Linked DNA regions of Mus musculus: region 1 is linked to region 2. A link is a contact called in public HiChIP or PLAC-seq data. All regions are on one chromosome and are shown on one strand. Each heading gives the region's core, a stretch centred on a gene start, on an enhancer-like site or on the middle of the called end of the contact. The rest is flanking DNA. Distances are from core to core; before and after follow the strand shown. Region 1 has its middle 48 kb from the start of Gm4470. Region 2 has its middle 18 kb from the start of 4930552P12Rik.

What was found. HiChIP or PLAC-seq counts read pairs in DNA pulled down with a chosen protein or histone mark.
Region 1: a contact with region 2 is called in a FOXA1 HiChIP or PLAC-seq map of pancreatic cancer cells. The contact joins two enhancer-like sites. A contact is called at or near these places in 1 of 15 datasets of contacts at CTCF or cohesin (the NIH/3T3 cell line), 2 of 484 Hi-C or Micro-C datasets (nephron progenitors and stem cell-derived neural stem cells) and 1 of 115 datasets of contacts at active chromatin or transcription factors (pancreatic cancer cells).

Annotation. Positions count from the first base shown.
Region 1 is chr19:56,028,148-56,030,847 of GRCm38.p6, reverse strand. No RefSeq gene overlaps it. Among named protein-coding and RNA genes, the nearest start is that of Gm4470, 48 kb to the left of the region's middle. Within about 2 kb of position 1,312, at least 117 of the 459 cell types and tissues checked have an H3K27ac peak or open chromatin away from gene starts, as enhancers often do. A contact at or near this core is called in pancreatic cancer cells, where this site is marked.
Region 2 is chr19:55,719,244-55,721,943 of GRCm38.p6, reverse strand. No RefSeq gene overlaps it. Among named protein-coding and RNA genes, the nearest start is that of 4930552P12Rik, 18 kb to the right of the region's middle. Within about 2 kb of position 1,388, at least 19 of the 459 cell types and tissues checked have an H3K27ac peak or open chromatin away from gene starts, as enhancers often do. A contact at or near this core is called in pancreatic cancer cells, where this site is marked.

The DNA of each region.
Region 1 (2,700 bases), core at 63-2,562, 310 kb before region 2:
TATAAAAGCGTTCAGATGAGCTTGCTGTGGCATTTCTCATCTGTTCCTGAAGTCTGTTGATTCTGAGCCACCTTACTTCCAACTCCCAAGTGCAAGTAGGGTTGGGCATCGGGTGGTCCAGGGCACAGGCAGCATCTGGTGCCCAATGTGGTTATTGACTACTTCATTGTCCTCGTTTTGAGGCTGCTTGCAAACCTCCTTTTCTGGGGGCTCATTTTTTGCTTTGTGTTTCCAAAGCAAAGTTCTCCTAGGCCCACACAGGACTGTCTGTTTCTCATTTAGTGAAGTAAGTACTGTATTGCAGTTTGTAAAGAACTACCATGGAAAGGAAGGAGAGAGAGGTGGGGGGGGGGTTGGAGGGGAAGAGAAAGGGGGAGGGGGAAGGGAGAGAGAGGGGGAAGGAAGAGGTGGAAGGAGAGGGAGAAGGGGATGGAGAGGGAGAGTGGGACAGAGAGGGAGAGAGGGACAGAGAGGGAGAGGCAGGGGAGGGGGAGGGGAGGGAGATGGGGGACGGGGCAGGGGAGGGGGACGGGGGACGGGACCGGGACCAGGACCTGGACAGGGACACACCTAAAACCACCCAACTGGCTCACGTCTGGGCCTCACAGTCTTACAACAGAGCATATGGCAGCTGCTCACCAGCAGCATGCCTGTTACAAGTGGGCCTCAGCAGCTGTCCTTCCATCCATCACAGCTCCACCCAAGACCTTACTGGGGCACACCATAGGCAGGGTGTTTACAGCATGGCCAATGGATATGGCTGGACTGGCTTTCTGCTCCCAACAGTGAAGTGAAGCCTGAGAGCTAGCGCCTGGGAAGCTGAGGCTCTCTGAGTGTGGAGTGCCATATACTGGGCTCCGGAGGAGCGGGAGGTGAAGGATCATTTCCGCAGTGGAACTTGGGGTCGGAAGGAGCAGCAGCAGCCGCTGCTGGGAACTTGACTGCGCAGCCCTGTGTCTTTTGTTGTCACCGATTGTCCCTCCTGCAGCCTGCCACTGGGACCCCTGAATGCACCGCAGACATTCTTGGCACGCTGGGGCCTCGGTGCTGGGCTCAGGTTCATTAATCTGCCTGCCACTGAGTTGCTATGAAAAGAGGAAATTGTTTCCCTGCTCCCGGAGAAGCAAGGAGAAAGAGCTGAAGCAGGAAGAAGGCCCAGGCCGACTTCCCACGTGCAGCCAGGGCTGGGGTGCTGCAGCCTGGAGCCCAGAGCACCAGAAAGAGCTGGCATGTCCCTCCCTGGAAAAACCTTCCGTGCACGTGGCCAGGCCATTAATTAGCCCAGTAACAGACGCTAGCCCTGAGTCACCATGGAGCACAGACAATAAGGCCTGTGTGCTAAGGGAGATGACAAATGAGGGCCACAGAGGAGAGGAGGAGAGCAGCAAAGAAGCCGAGGACCAGAAGACCGCCGGGCCAGAGAGCTGGTGTGATTTCCAAAGGCTGGCCCATGAAGGAGGGGAACCTGCGATTGTCCCAGAGCCGTGTAGGAAATCTACCTTTCCACTCTAAATGGACAAATGGCAATTTTGACAGCCACAGAACATGCCTGCTCTGGGCTGAGTCTCTTTGGGAAGGTTATGAATCAGAAATGTGGGATTGCGGGGCCTAGCTCACATCAGGCTTAACAGTGGGAAAGTAAGCATACCAAGGAGCCGGCTAAGGTAAAGAAGGTCCCGCTCTGCTCAAGACTCGATCTAGCACAGGGAGAGCCCAGAGCCCTTAACAAGTAGGGAGGTGCCGGAGCACACAAGGATGAGGGGGTCGGGGAAGAAAGAGAGAGGAAGGTAAAGATAGCAGCTGTAAGACCCATGCCCAGTCTTGGCTTTGGAGGTTGACAAGCTTAGATCGCTTAAGCATTGGGGAAGTCCCTGTGGCCCGTGAGTCACCTGAGGGTCAGAGTGTTGATGCCACAGCCCCATTCCTTGAGCAGACATCTTCCACGGGAACATCTACGTATGCTCTTCGTGTCCTTTCCCCGGATGTTTTAGTTTTCCATTGGCAAACAGATCAGTTCACTATTTTTATTATTTAGTTTTCAAAAGCCACAAAAATCTAGGCATAAAATTCCCATCGATTCAAAAAGTTCTATCCCTTCTCTATAATCAGCCCCTCCCCCCACCCCAGACTCCCCGCGCCCTTCTAAGCTGGTGACCTTCCCTTCCAGCTGCCTTTCCTGGGTCTTCCTACCCAAGGAATCAGGTGTTTGTACCGTCTGGTTCCCTTCACTCAGCACAATGTATCCGACATTTGTCTGGGTTGCTGGTGTTGGCCCATCTGAGTTGTTGGGTATTGGCTCTTCATTGCTGAAGGGTGTCCTGTTATGTGTAAGTACAGTTCTTGGGTAACTCCTCCAGTGGGGAACACCTCTCACCCCATCCTGGCCCTGACTTTTCTAGAATGCTTTTACTCGGGGAGACTATTTTAAAAGTTACTGACTGGGGCCAAAACTTTAGTATAACCTATTTTTTCCTCCCTCTATGGTTTTTTAAGGCTTCTCAGGATAATGGTTTCACTTAGCATTGACCTCTCAAGCTCAGAAGAAACATGCCTTTGATGTTTTGCTTGTCTTTGTGTGTTTCAGTATGTCAAAGTACACAATCCAAAGACTTTCAGTGTATCCATTGTTATACACACCACCACCACAGTTGATTTAGAATGTCTTAATTATTACAGTAGAAATCTCTAACTCCATAGCTG
Region 2 (2,700 bases), core at 139-2,638:
AACCCGGGAGGCCAGAAGAGGACTCCTGAAGCTGGAGTTACAGGTGGCTGTGTAAGAATAAGATGCTGGGAAGCAAGCTGTGTTCTCTATAAGAATTAATTGGCGGGCTCTCTTTCTAGCAACAGCTCTTTGCTCTTTCACACACAGACACACTAACACACACCATACCCACACAGACTCTCACACACAAATACATATACATACATGTACATATGAACAATCACCATATACACATTCACACACCAATATACATACATACAATCACATACAGTCACATACACTTCACACACAAATACATACATATATATATATACACACACACAAACACATATATACATACAATCACATACAGCCACATACACATTCACACACAAATATACACACACGCACACACTGTTGTCTCTTTTAGATAGTAAGTCTCCCATAGACAGTGAATTATGTTTGGTTCTGCCTAGCAGCATCCACAGTGCTGACATATGGTAGGAACTGATACACAGTAGGTCTCATATAATTCTGTGGAAAAACGAACCTGGGTGGGAGCTAGAGAGATGGCTCTGTCACGGGGAGCTGGGTTTGGTGTATGTATATGTATGAAGAAAAGAACATAGAGCTGGGGCTGGAGAAAGCTCAGCAGTCCAGAGCACTTACTGTTCTTGCAGAGGACCTGAACTCAGTTCTGAGCACCTGTATCAGGTGACTCCACTGTAGCAACCCACGCTCTGGGGATCCGACCACCTCTGCTCTTCTCAGGCTGCAACACATAAACTCACACCTAGGCAAACAAACACACATAATCACGTAATTTAAAAAATATTCAGAAGAGAGGGAGAGCACAAGTCGGCTGCAGACATTATTTACATGTATAAAACGTATCTTTTGAGCTTTGAGGAAGCCTCAGAAACTATTAGCTAAGGGGAAATGGTCTGATCATGGAGTTAAGGGAACTCTTCACGGATAAAACGACTCAGCTGAGAAGTGTGGAACTGGGGAAGTTTCCGCTAAAGGAAGACAAGAAAAACTGTTCCAGGTAGCAGAAACAGAATGAGCGAAGGTCCAGTGACTGGCGAAAGCAGCTGTGTGTGGCAGGTTTCATTTTTCAAAGATGGCTGCCTGGTGTGAGCCACCTTGTGGCTTTTCTTATATAGATAACGTTATACTCATCTATGAACAGGTAGAGGGCCATGCTTTCTTCCTTTCCATGTAGGCAAGCCTGTGACCACAGCAGACATCATGCTAAGCACGCATCCCTTCTTTCTCGTTTTCTTACAGCCAGGCCTCTGTGCTGGGAGGCAGTCTCACTGCTGCGTGGAGATTCTCCAGCTACTGACAGAACTGACAAAGAGAGCTGCTTCGGGTGACTCCAGCCTTTGAGGCACTGCAACAGGTGCCAAGGGGAACAGCCAGGTCCAAGTCGAAGATCTGCAAACAAAACGGTGTCATCATCGTATTAAGCCCTTAAGTGTTGGTGCGATTTGTTCTGTGGTTGCAGATAACCACACATTGAGACCGAAGAGGAGGTCAGTGGGAAAGAGCACAGGCGCTCAAGGATGACTCTGAGCTGAGGAAGGAAAGGGAGCCAGGGCTGAGCCAGACTTTGTCGCAAACCCAGCGATGCCAGGAGAGGCATTGCCATGGGCACTGATGTCGCTTCTGGCCCTTCTTCACACCGCGGCTGACATTCCAGCCCAGGGCTCGCCGCCACCGAACCTCCACAGCTGTACTCAGGGGCCCTCCTAGATCACACGGCCTCAGAGGCTGAGTCAGGCTTCGGGGAGCAATGAGCCTGGGTGAAGGGACACAGAAGAGATGTTCACTGTGGGTTTAGGCCCCCAGGACACCGCTGTACCCTCCCACTGGTCTCAGGATCTGTTCCCATGGTGGAGAATTGGCCAGAAAAGTCAGACTTCCACAATGCTTTTCTTATCAAGATGGGGACAAATTCCACCCCCACAGGCTTGACTCTAACCACGGATCAATCTCAGCGCTGGCCTGGCCCAGAAGTGACCACAATGCTGATCAGCCCTCCAGGCTCTGCCCTCCCTCTCTTTCTTCCTCTGTGCCACTTCCTTCCTATTTTATTATTTTTTAAGTGACAAATTGTTTTGTATTACAAATCTGTATAATCTGATACGGTGTTTTTAGTAGGGCTGACCGGAACCTGCTTGGCAACCCCAGGGCTGTGTGAACTCAAACATGTACATTGTGAAGTGTACACAAAATGATTAGTTAAATCTGCTTGATATGTCACTCTCAGCCACTATTTGTCCTTCCTTCGTAATGAGGCTACTTATAATCTCATTAGTTATTTTGGAATACATTATACAGAGGCCAGTGTGGTGACTTAGCGGGGAAAGACACTTGCTGCAAGCCTGCCTCTCTGGCTCAATTCTTGGAACGCACATGGCGGAAGAAGAGAACTGATTGCTACAAGTTATCCTCTGATGTGCTCCACATGTGCTTCATGGAAAACACCCACCAGTCCCCCCAAAAAATAATGAAATGCAAAATGTAAAGAAACACGAGATGTTTTGCCTTTAATATGTGCCACCTTGCTGTACAGCACTTGTTCCTGCAGCCCTGTGTCAGGTTCAACTCTCTGAGCACTGTCAGGGCCCACTCTCAGGTTCCTGCCCACTCTCACTGCCCCGCCCTCTCTCACTGGCTCCGCCCCCTCTCACGGTCCCGCCCACTCTCACAGTC